Regions from separate parts of the Gossypium hirsutum genome. Here region 2 is linked to region 1. The links are chromatin contacts, called in public Hi-C maps. All regions are on one chromosome and are shown on one strand. Each heading gives the region's core, a stretch centred on a gene start, on an enhancer-like site or on the middle of the called end of the contact. The rest is flanking DNA. Distances are from core to core; before and after follow the strand shown. Region 1 has its middle 37 kb from the start of LOC107898609. Region 2 has its middle 5.5 kb from the start of LOC107897584.

Region 1 (7,123 bases), core at 2,304-4,803:
TTTGAATCGAACTCGGGACCTCTCGCACTCTAAGCGAGAATCATACCACTAGCCAAATGTCTTATATTTGAAGATTTTGACATATTCCCTGAAGCGAATATTACATATAATTGTTTGAAGATTATATTTATTTATTGACTTAGTGGCATTATAGACTTCACATTGATTTAGACATTTCCAACAGTAAATGTCACAATAGCATTTATATGTGGATACAAAATAAAAAAAATGACAATAAAATTATCAATTTGTTACAATTTAGTACAATTAAAACACATGTTAAAGTAAACTAGAAGTTTACTGATACAAATGTATTTACTACTTGACGTGACCAGTTAGACCATCCTGGATCATATATGATGCGAAAATTAATGGATAATTTATATGGACATTCAATTAAAGAACTAGAAGATTCTTTAATTTAAATAATTCTTATTTATTGTTTGTTCTCAATGAAAATTAATTTTTAGAAACTTACTAGCTAAAGTTGAGATTTAATGTCTTGCATTTCTGAAATGAATATGGGCCCATTCATCCACCATGTGGATGATTTTATATAATTTTGGTAGATGCATCTACAAAATTACCACGTATGTATTATCAACTTGCAACCTGTCGTTTGCAAGATTACTTGTTTAAATAATTAATTTCAGATCATGCAATAAAGACAATTCATCTTGCTAATACTAATGAGTTTATATCTCAGTCTTTTATTGATTGAGTTTGAAAAACTTTTGTAAAAGTTTGTGCATAATAGTCCAGAGAAGTTATTTATTAAACACCTCTAATTAATGTCTAAATCATTACTTACGAGAACTAAACTTTCTACTTCAACATGAGATTATGTTGATTTACGTGTTGTACGCATTAAGCCAATAAGTTATAAATACTCCTCATTACAATTGGTTTTTGATCAAAAGCTAATTATTTCTCATTTTCTCATTTTTGTATGTGTGTATATGTTCCAATTGATCGACCAAAACACACAAAGATGAGTGATTCCTCAAAGAAAGTTGAGAATATATATTAATTACAAGTTTCTTTGTATTGTTAGATGTTTTGAATGCATTGGAGATTTAATTATGACATTAGTTGTGATTACAATTTTGATTCGATAGTTTTCCCGACATTAGGGGAAGAGAAATAATAACTTGTAATAAGTTAGGGGGAGACTAATTTGAATCAGAAGTTCAATAAGGATTGCTCATTACAAGTTAACTGTTAGATGTATTTACAACCTTAATGAGAATAACCAAGTGTTATATACCATCTAATATTTTAATTTGAATCAAAGTCCCAGTTGACAATCAGTTAGAATAAATAATAGATTGATCGGTTCCAAAGATGAAAATTATTCTAAATGGTCATATAGTGGAGGCGGGTGCTCCAAAAGAGGCTCAAGACATAACTAATAAGTAAAACTTCAGAAGAGATTCAGATACATGAAACTGAATTTTAAAATAATGAAAATAAGAGATCTCGATAAGTTATGTCAATTCGAGAAAATATGGAATCGAACAATAAAAGTAGTTGACAATGATTTTGCATGCAATATTATTATTGAAATAATGAAATAAAAGGAGGATCTCGAATAAATCTATTGAGAAATATAGATATGGAATAAATTGATTAAAATAGAAAGACGCAACTCAAGTATAATTAAATTCATGGAGTTTTTGGACCAGTAGTCTAAATATCTAAAGGTATAAAGCCAATGAGGGTGCAAATGAAGTAGTTTTGCAAAAGTGGAATAAAAATATAAATTTTTTTACTATGTACTGGTATTGATTATGAAAAGATATAATATTCTTTTGTGGTGGATGCAATAACCTTTAGATATATTACTAAATTGACAATTCATAAAATATTTAACTTGCGTCTAATGGTTGTTGTTACAAACTTTATAAATCACTATATAGTAAAGTTTATATTAAAATCCTTGAAGGATTTAGAATGATAGAAGCATAATAAAATTCTCGAGAAATTATTCATTTATATGAATTGAAATAATTTGAACATATGTGGTAAATTTGAGTAGTTGAAGAAGGATTATAAAATGATCTAAAATCTCTATTTATGTTTTTAAAGAAGAATCATGATTAAAGTTTGTTATGATTATTGTTGAATCTCCTGAAGAGATCAAAATAAATTTCCCAAAATTTTTCCTCACTCATTATTTTAAAAGAATGGTAATATAAATGCTTATCAATTACATTCAAATAGTCATTTGAAAAACTAGTATTCAAGATTAAATACGTAGAATATGAGAAAATATGTGATGTTTCCATGAGGGGGAGTAAATCGCGTTGTACTCTTTTTCTCTTAATCGAGGTTTTGTCCCATTGAGTTTTCCTAGTAAGGTTTTTAATGAGGCAACATATTATGCGTATTATAGATTGTGTACTCTTTTTCCCTTGTTAGGTTTTTATTCCATAGTGTTTTTCCTAATAAGGTTTTAATGAGGCACATTATCTACCAATGGACATCCAACGGGGAGTGTTATGAATATTTTATTAAGTGGATGTCCATTATAATCAAGATAAAGTTTTGATGTACTTTAAATTCAAATAGTTATTAGAATTAGATCTCTACTTCTTTTATAATTCTTATGCCTATAAATAGAGACTTTGATAAAGCATTGTAAATTATCCTTTTTGATCAATAAAGTACATTTTCTATTGCTTTCATATTTTTTTTTGTTCTTTATTCTTCTCATTTCTCTTTATTTTATAACAATTGTTTCGTTTATTTTCAATACAGTGTGATCTACAGTTTCGAATAAAAAAAATTTTAATATCTACATAAATTTTTAATAAATTAAATATAATTAATTATTACATTATAATCAAAATATATAATTTACATATTTTAATCTTAAATAAATCAAAATATATAATTTTTGATCAATAAAATACATTTTCTATTGCTTTCATATTTTTTTTTGTTCTTTATTCTTCTCATTTCTCTTTATTTTATAACAATTGTTTCGTTTATTTTCAATACAGTGTGATCTACAGTTTCGAATAAAAAAATTTTAATATCTACATAAATTTTTAATAAATTAAATATAATTAATTATTACATTATAATCAAAATATATAATTTACATATTTTAATCTTAAATAAATCAAAATATATAATTTTTGATCAATAAAATACATTTTCTATTGCTTTCATATTTTTTTTTGTTCTTTATTCTTCTCATTTCTCTTTATTTTATAACAATTGTTTCGTTTATTTTCAATACAGTGTGATCTACAGTTTCGAATAAAAAAAATTTTAATATCTACATAAATTTTTAATAAATTAAATATAATTAATTATTACATTATAATCAAAATATATAATTTACATATTTTAATCGTAAATAAATCCAACATAATATAATAAACTAATATATTAAGATGAATAAAACAAAAAATTCCTAATCTGCTAAGTATCTGTTCCTTCCTTCTCTTCTAGATGGGGGACCAAAGGCCCACCCCCCACCCATTTTATACTAAAACCGTGGGAGGGGAGGCAGCCTCCCAACATTCAAAATTTTCTTTAAACGTTACAGATTAAAAATAAACAAATAATAACTCCGACTTGTACGTCCCTGACGTTGCTGACGCGATTGACCCGACTGATGTAATATGATCGGTCAATCATGATTTTTCCCTATTTACCTTTTGGTCTTTTCTTTTTCGATTTTTTTAAAAATGATCTAATATTTTTTACTTCATGCATAAATGCCCCTTTTTTCTTTCTTTCTTCCACCACACTCCCTCTCCCTCTCCCACTCTCTTTTTTTTCTTTCTTATTCATTTTTTCCTCATCCTTCATTTCTTCTTCTATTTAAAACTCTACCCTAATCTTTATTACTTTCACCATTCCACCCCAATTCTTTATTTTTCTCCATTTTGTTAATTATATCGTCCATTTGATTTATAATCTTCAATTTATTATATCCAATTAAACAACTATCTACCATCACGGAAAATATGTCAAATAGCTATTAATTTTTCTAAACTTTTTTCCTTTAAATACAATTCCGCCCCTTATATTTATTTATTTTTTAATTACACCCATTATCAAACAATTAATTCACATTGCGGAAATAATTTAAATAGAAATTACTTTACATTGGCAGCATTTCAAATAACTATTAATTTACATAATTCAAAAATTATATTTTACAAAATATAATTTTACATTGGTAACATTACAAAATAATTTCAAATAACTTATTTTAATACGTGATTTATATTTCCCTATATTTAAAATAAAGAAGATTGAAAATTTAAACATAAAAAATACAACAAAACATAAACGTTAAACATGAACAAGTTTTTCAATACTAATAAAACATAAATAAACGATGAATTTGATTTTGTTCAAGATTGACAACATTGTGTATTACAATTTGAAAAAGACCATTTTTAATGACAACACGAGCAAGTTTCTCGGTACTAATATTTGTAGCTCAGGCACTACTGATATTGATAATCTCACTCGTGCTATTCAACTGGAATTCCAATGGACCTTCAAATATCCCGTTGACCCAGGAAATCCCAGATAATCCACCCGTTGGTTGCATAACCAATTTGACCCCGTTATCGTCCTACCGTAACCAACATAAAGACTTACATAACTAATTTGGGCCCGTTACTGCATAAATCACTGGCAACCGAGATCCCTATTTTTACTTGAAATCATCACCGCATATGAAATTAAGGAATCAAATCTACACTTTCGAAAAGCACTATTAAATTTTCTGATGTCCAAGCTCCACTAGATCATTGTTAAATAAAACTTACCTTCAAATTATAAAATTTTTCTAAATAAACAAAAACAGAAAAGAAAAGTCCCGATCTCCCTTCCCTTCATCCTTTAACATAATAAAATTCTAAAAAAAATCTTCACCTTACACTGATCAGTCATTAGGGCAGGGGGTATATATAGCCATTTGGTGACGCCAATGATCTTAATACCACTAAAAAAATTAAACTGCACATTTAAAAATCGTTGACGTCAATGTCATGAGACCACAAAAAAAAATACGAAGTGGTGACACCAAAGTCATTGGCACCACAAAATAAATAAAAAATATTTTTTTTAAAAAATAAGAATCAATTAAAAAAAGGGGTTGATGACTAACGACGCCAATTTATTTGGAACCACAAAAATTTGACATTTTTCACTTCTACAAAATACAACTAATACGGGTACAAGTATTTGGTATTTATGCAAGTGACGCCATATGCATTGGCACCACTCGAAACAATTATTTTTTATTCTACCGGTCAATCATTGGTTGACGTGGCAGGGTGGTGACGCCAATAAAATTGACACCACCCATGTTCACTGTTAATTTCAGGTCATTTACATACATAATTGTAAAAGCAGGTCATTTTATAAATAATAAAATTTTTTGAATATTTTTATAAAAAAAACAGATGTTAATTTTTGCTCTCTTTTCTTAAATTCTTTATTTTCCTTTTTTTAATTATATTTAACTTTTATATTTTTTCTTATTATTTTTGAATTTTAATTAATTTTACCATCAACTTTGATTTTCTAAATAATTTTTTTTCATTTTGAAAACAAAATTTAATGGAAAAGTATCATTTCAAATATTTATTAATAGTAACAATTAAGTTACTTTGTAAAATTATTAAAAAAAATATTATAAATTAGCTTCGATTATTTAATGGAAGGAAGACTTGTAAGTTTTTAAAATATATAAATAAAAAACTTTATTTTTTATAAATAAAAATTTTATTAATATTTAATATTATGTTAATTAATTAATTTAATATCTAAATTATTTTTATTAAGTTTAACTTAGGTTAATTTAAATTAAAATCAAACAGTAAAATTTAATAAAAAACCAAGCTTTAATTTCAAAATTCATTCAAATATAACTTAAGTGACAAAATTGAGTTAACATAAAATAGTAAATTCACTATTAATTTAATAGTACAATGACAAGTATCTGTTGTTCCAATAGGGTCGGAAGCGTGTAAATTATTGTACTAAAAAATCACACAAAGTTCAATTCCCAGGGAAGAGAGGTGGATCACATGGATCTCTTAAATACCAAGTCTTTCCTTAGACAGAATATCCCTTCTATAGTAATTTAATAGCACAATTAAATACTACTATTATACCCTCAAATATTGAAAGAAAAATAGGACAAGAAAGAACACAAGAGATTTAACGAGGTTCGGTAAATTATACCTACGTCCTCGGGCACTAACACCAGATGATAACTTTACTATCTCCAAAGTATTACAAACAAATAGAATTCCTTAAGAATTCTCAAATGGGAGAAGAGAGAAAACTAAGAGAGAAAGATTGGTTGGGATGGTTGAAATGAGAAATGGTTAGGCCTATTTATAGTTGAAGTTCAGGGACTAACTTGCAAATGGCCTAAAAAATTAGGGACCAAAATTGCAATTATCCCTTTCAACTTTAAACAACTTGCCAACTATTTTTTTTCTTTCGGTGCCAATTGCACCTCCCACCATTTTTGACTTTTCAACCCCTTTTTAATTTAACTTATCAACAATCTCCACCTTGAAGATTTGATTAGGATAATCACATCTTCACACACTTCCTTCAACTCCCCAAATTCGATAAAGCTATCTTTTGTAGTGCCTCCAAATGCGCTCTCGAGCGCCATACACCTAAAGGTGCTCAAATTCTCAGGATGTTAATCAAGTTCAAACAATGATTAAACTTGATTGTTGTTACCACCTTGGTCATCATATCTGCGGGATTATCTGCTGTCGGAATCTTCTGAAGTAGAATTTTTCCTTTTTCAAAGACTTCCCGCACAAAGTGATATCTTACGTCGATATGCTTGGTTCTTGAATGATAGACTTGATTTTTCGCTAAATGAATAGCACTCTGACTGTCACAATATAGACTAATGTGACTTTGAACAACTCCCAAGTCTTTCAATAATCCATTAAGCCAAATAGCCTCCTTAACAGCTTCTGTAACTGCCATATATTCTGCCTCTGTAGTAGACACAGCTACTGTAGACTGTAAGGTAGACTTCCAACTCACTGGGGCTTTCGCAAGAGTAAACAGATACCCCGTAGTTGAACGATGTTTATCTAAATCACCAGCAAAG
Region 2 (6,542 bases), core at 206-2,705, 45 kb before region 1:
CTGTGCTTTGCAAACCTTCTAGCGCCATTGCATGTGCAATAGTGTTTCCTCATCTGGCGATGAAGCTAAAACAAAATGCTGAGAAGCTTCAAGATAATGCTTTCACATCCTTAGTAACCAACCGAATTTCAGAATAGTCACATTTTGACTGTAATTTCAGTATAATAATCCTTGAATCGCTTTCCAGGACAACATGTAGAAATCTCATTTTTTGAACAAATTGGAGATCATGAAGAACTGCTACCGCTTCAACCATAAACACCGAGCTAAACAAGTTATGATTTCTAAAACAAGAATCCATTATTTAACCTATTTCGTCTGGAATAATGATGCCTAATACTGCTTTTTTGATTTGAAATCGAGTAACCTACATCAACATTCACCTTAACCCAAGATAGAGGTGGAGGGGCCCGTCAAACCATTGCTAAGGGTTTGGCTGCTTTAAAATTGAGGTCAGACTCCAATACTCCTTCCTGCACTCATGAATGAAGGTAACAAGCTCATCAACACTTTGTGATTCCAAACATAAACAATTTTACTTATTTTCTAATGTCTACATTATCATATTATATTATTATAAATTTGAATTTTTATGCAATATGGATTATATAATATATATTAATAAAATTAATCTATTATATTAATTGAAAAAAGTGATCAGGTCAGGTTAGGCTTGGGTCTTACATATAAGAATTCAAATTTGATACAAATTTTACAGGGATAAATATAAAATTTATATATGAACTTTTGCCCAATATGCAATTTGATATATGAACTTTGATTTGGAGCAATTATACTCCCAAAACTTGAATTGTGGTTCATACGTATACATGAAATTTTGGTTTTAATTCGATTGTACATATTTAAAGAAATGAATACACACATTTATTTTCATATTGAATGAATATAATTATTTAAGTATACAATATATCAAGGTAAAATGATAATAATTTGATAATGTTGTAAATGATTTGTGACAATTGAATCAAATCAAAATTTTATGTGTAAAATCTTACAAAATAAAAATTTATGTATGACATTGATCAAAGTTTATATATAGTTTTGATATTTATCCTTATTTTAAGCACGTCGTCTTTTGGAAGAAGTATATAGTATTAGAAATTTAGTATATATATATTTCTATTTTCTCAATTTATAATCATTAAAGAAAAGGGTAGCATTGGCCATCCTCCTCCAGCTAGACAAAGTTCCTTTCCATGATTAAAATGCAACGATTCTTGACTTCTTGCTTAAAGAAACAAAAGACCAAACAGCTTCTATTCACAAGAAAGTAAAGCATCCTAGAAAAAGAAAAAGAACATGTGAAAATTTAAAGAGAGGCCACCGAAATAAGCAGTCAACTAGTTAATTTTTGCACTAAAACGACATGGGCCTAAGGCACTCTGAAAACAGGAAGATGTTTGAAAGCCCACCCAACCTCTGTGTTGTGATAAAGAAATGTTGGGGGGTGAGCCACCCACACCCATCTTATATTGTTAGCGCCAATTTTGTATCGAATCAACAGCAATCTACTTTAAATTTTAAAACCGTGTGGGCCAATAACCCTTCTCCAATAGCGGCTGGACGTATATCACCTGTGGGAATCCAGCCACAAATATATATTATATATACAAAATCTTTGTACATTAAAATTATAATTTGAAAAGCAAATAAAATTTTAAATATAGTTTATAGAAAGAAAATGTTATTTTCTGAATAATGGAAGTTTAAATTTGTTATAAAAAACAATTGTTTAATATATTGTTTGGTAGTTGAATTTGATGTTTTTGGTACTTATGGTTTTTTTTATATTTAATTTAGTACTTGTATTATTTTTTATAATTTTGTTAATAGAGTAAATTTATTGTTAATTATTAATTTGTTTAATTTTGTGTTTAATTTGATATATATAGCTCAATAGATGTAATTTAACTTAGATTTTACGGTTAATTTGATGAAAATTAATTAAAAAATGTCATCCAAACTCAGAGACAAAGGAAAAGGAAAAATAGAAGAATCATCCACAAAAACTCAAATTTCCTCAAAACCAATTAAGTCATGGTATGAAATTTGCCTTAAAGAAGAAAATAAGATAACGTAATCCTCATCAAAATTCTCAAAAAATGCATCCCTTCATGATGCACATGATCCAAATGAAATTGGTTTACAACTAAAAAAATGGATTAAGTCCCTTTCTCAATTCTCATAAGTGGCATCAACATTTTCTCAATTAAAAGAGGAAATTCCTCTCAAACAAATTGTTGCTCAAACAGTAAAAATTTCAAAAAATAAATAGATTGTTTTACACAAATAAAAATCTCTCAAAAATATTTTAAAAGAAACATATCTCCAAGATATTTTCTGAAGTAACCCAAAAATCCTCACAATATTTTCCAAATAAGTGTTTTGAAAAAAAAAGTATCATGGAGGAAGAATTTCAGAAAACCTCCACATATTCTTGTAAAAGAATTTTTTAATGGATGACATTTTAAATCATTAGATTCTCACAAAACCTTAGGAGAATTATGAAAACATACTGGTTTAAATCAGTTCAGTGTTGTTCAAACACTACACAGACCCAAAAGATCCAAATTTTATCACCTGTCAACAACCCAAATAGTTAAAATTCTTCAACCAAGAGATTGGGGTGAAAACCCAACATCTCTAAAGAAATTTCCAGCCAAATTTACCACCAAAATAGACCACCACCCATATTTCACATATTGGGATTACCAAACAGCCTGGTACAGTGCTTTTCTAAAGAACAGTCAACATATGAAGCATTTTTGGCTCATATATTTCACATATAGTACCAAATTCAAATTCCTAAATTATTTTAAAGAATGGTGGAATTAGTATGGACCATCATCTTTTGATATCCTACCAGAAAAAAAATAAAATTTATGGTCCAAGTTCTTTGTCAAATTCCATCTCGAACCGAACCAAAAACATATCTACAGAACCATCCATTTTTCCTCAAAATTATGCATTTCTTGGATTGTTTCCTGGAGTTACTCTTATGAACAGAATCCATGTGATAGTTCATCAGCTCCACTTCAAAGCTATGTATTCTGTAGTCAAAACCAAGGCTTTACTTCAAAGCCCAAAAGGAGAAACTCTTTTAATAGAAACTGTAACACCTCAAACTCGACCTAGAAGTTATGACCAGATATTGATGAAATATATCAACTTGTTCAAAGCTTTTGTTTTAACCAAAATCAGTGCATGTTTCGAAAGCATAAAATTTTGGCAAAACTCTCATAGATGTTTAGAAAAACCAAAGTCCAAAAATACTTATTTAAAACCCAAAATTCGAATTCAGAGTCGCGTGTTTTGAAAGTACTAACGTTGGCAGATCATTTTGAGTACAAAAACAAACATTTGTTAAAACCGTATATTTATTTACAGAAAGCACTTAAGTGGTTACCTAATCTTTGCAGCAAAAATTTCCTGACTTTTAATTTTGAAAATTGAATTTTTAGTTTGGTAAATCATACACGTTTGCAGTTTAACGTTAAAATACCAAAATCCAACAAACAACGCAAAAACCAAAGAATAAATTACTATCCCAAAAGTCTAGAAAAATTACTGATGTAAATCAATATATTTGATTAGCTGAGAAACTAATCCGAGCTCCTGTACGCCGTCTGATCCTAATTTTGAAGACCACCTAAAACGTATTAAACAAACGAGTAAGCTAAAAGCCCAGTGTGTAACACATCCCAAGCAACAAATTAGAAACACATACACAAACAAATATGTTTTTAAATACGGATTCAAACATGTTCTCGTATATGAAATCATATGTATTTTCATAATCAAATATAGATGCATAAACAGATTTAGATGTAAATACAGACAGATTCAGATACAAATGTAGACAAAGATCCTACCTTCATCTGCTACACACCAACTCCATCCAACCAATCACACTAATTAGGACTCCAAGAGTCCATCTATCTAATCACAACAGGTCATGGTGGTATGCCACTCATATAAGTGCAGCTGAGCTGCCAGACAGAAATGTTGCAGTAACCTGCCAGAATCAAATATATGTGTTCGAGCCACTATAATTGCAATCAAGTTGCTAGAACAGATATTGTAGATACACCACCAAAAAGTGCAGTAATATTGCCAGAATCACACTTCCTCCATCACATATCATATCTCAGCTCAGTGCACATGCAAATACTAACAAACATCAGATGCACATATGCCTTGCATGTTTTTCACTTCAAAACATGCTAACAAAATTATCATATCACAAATCATATACAAATTTCACATTTAAGATATTCTTGTAATTGATACACATATAATATCCCTATCATATGCAATAGCAAAATATTAGATTTCATAATGAAACATAACTTATAACATATCATATCACATTATTATAGTTATCAGAACTTACTTAGCACTCTTCCTACACATACCTACGTGTGTATACCGAAACTTATGCTTTTCTGGTCTTAAATAATGCCCACAGACGCAATTTTCAAGTCCCTTAATTAGCCCCTAATCGAGCCTCAAAATTGGTCTAAAAGACCCACACAGCCGTGGCCAGCCCATGTGGTCCACACAACCTACCTATCCTGGCCGCGTAATCACACATGGTCGTGTACTCCACACGGTCGTGTAGTGCTGGACAATTTTGAAAATAGCCTCTGTTTCGTTGTTTTTTCAAGTTTCGAAAACAACCACTATTCAAAGTTCTTAGACTCTATGATGGCGAAAGTAACCGAAAGTACGTTTTGGTTGTCATCTTGTATAACCACTATCAGGAGTATTTGCGTATATTTACCATAAAGACAAGTATCATCCACCTACACCAATGACTTATAGTGGGAGAATGCCCTAACAAAGGGATCGAACATTCAAAACAATCAGTGGAAAACTCGTCTCCCCAGTTGTATTCGTTGTCCGGGCCTTTGTGCAGCATTGTTTGCAAATCAATCATGATACCTATCACATACTCCTACATCACAACTATCCACCATTGAAGTTCGTTGTATAACGCATTATAGTCATCATATAACTACTCCATTGCCATCTGTTTCACCAACCATGCTTTTCAGTATGACACCCTGTAGTTAAATCGAGCTTCGTATGTTCACAATAAGAATTGATACAAGAATGATGGGTGTGTCTTTTACCAATGACATGATGTAATTGCATATTATTTTCACATCCAATATTTGGTGGTTTTGCATCATACGTGTAGCGTACATGTATGAGGCCCTTCTAATTTTTTGATTGTTCGCATTTGAGTTCTCTGTATTAATGCAGCCCAAACCCCTAGTCACAATCGTTGTTGGTCGTCCAATATTCCCTAATATATAAAGTCTGTGTTAACTTCAATACTTTGTAGTCCACTGACAACTTCCTGTTGTATCGCTTTATTGCATATACACAGTCTTTTTTATTATCAAACTGTTAACCTATGAACAACTCTCGAACCCCTGAATCTGCCTCCATCAGGTGAGCAAGTACTATATTTGGGTATTTGAGGAACTCGCATGCAAGCGCCACATCAGGTTTTATACTCGACATGTGGGCCCTGGATCATTCCGTATAACTATACAAATCTTGTGTTCCCGACAAAATAAAGATACACATTTTGACCCTTTACCATGTCTTTATCGTCTATATCTTCCGAGACCTTATCCAAATTGGGGTCATTCAATTCTTTAAGATTATGGTGGGACTGACGTTCATTATCGAACCCTTCATCACCATTTGCTATGATGCCCAACACCTCTAGATGTATCTCTAGATGGGGACCCAAAATTAGTGTAACACTCCTTACCCGTATTCGTCGCTGGAATAGAGTACGAGGCATTACCAGAGTTTACCAAATTAATTTTTTATTATTACAAGTTGAATTGTGACAGCCCAAAATTGACCCTAGTCGGGAAGTGGTTTCGGGACCGCTAAACCGAGTCACAATAATAATTAGATGTTATATCCTATGTTTATTTCATGTGAAAGTGCATGTGTGAAAATTTCATGTTTGATTTTGCCAATTGTGAGTGAAATTTTGAAATGTGACTCATGTGAAAATTTTTGCAAATGCTATAGGCTAATTTGTAGTGGCCAAATAACTTATAGTATGAAATAGGTGGATTTGCATGTCAAATTTCCCACCTTAAAACAAGGTGGCCGGCCATGATGGGCATGATGAGCAATTGTACAATTTTTTTTATGGAAATTATGGCATAAGTATGGCACAAATAAAATATGTTAATTTGTGTCATAAAATGTTGGGATAAAACAAATAAAATAAGGGGCATGGGCATAAAATAATGAAAAGGAGTATGGTGAATACAAAAAAAAAATGTGTGTGTAGTTGTTTGTCCCCCCCATTGCCGTGAGCTAAAGAAAAGAAATGAGAGAATTTTTGTTCATCCTTTTCTCATCTTCATACTTGCCGAAACTAGAAAGAAAAACAAAGAAAAAAAAATTTCTCATCCTTTGGTTCATCCTTGGCCAATAATTTTAAGGAGGAAGGAAGAAGAAAGGTGAAGAGGTTCGGCCATGCA

What was found. Hi-C and Micro-C count contacts between places; a contact is called where the count stands out from the background.
Region 2: a contact with region 1 is called in a Hi-C map of leaf, with 2.8 times the contacts expected there. The contact joins two enhancer-like sites. A contact is called at or near these places in 13 of 34 Hi-C or Micro-C datasets (anther, callus, cotyledon and 4 more).

What each region holds. Positions count from the first base shown.
Region 1 is chrA11:55,610,806-55,617,928 of Gossypium_hirsutum_v2.1, reverse strand. No RefSeq gene overlaps it. Among protein-coding and RNA genes, the nearest start is that of LOC107898609, 37 kb to the right of the region's middle. Within about 2 kb of position 3,553, at least 3 of the 9 cell types and tissues checked have an H3K27ac peak or open chromatin away from gene starts, as enhancers often do. A contact at or near this core is called in hypocotyl and leaf, where this site is marked.
Region 2 is chrA11:55,654,119-55,660,660 of Gossypium_hirsutum_v2.1, reverse strand. No RefSeq gene overlaps it. Among protein-coding and RNA genes, the nearest start is that of LOC107897584, 5.5 kb to the left of the region's middle. Within about 2 kb of position 1,455, at least 3 of the 9 cell types and tissues checked have an H3K27ac peak or open chromatin away from gene starts, as enhancers often do. A contact at or near this core is called in hypocotyl and leaf, where this site is marked.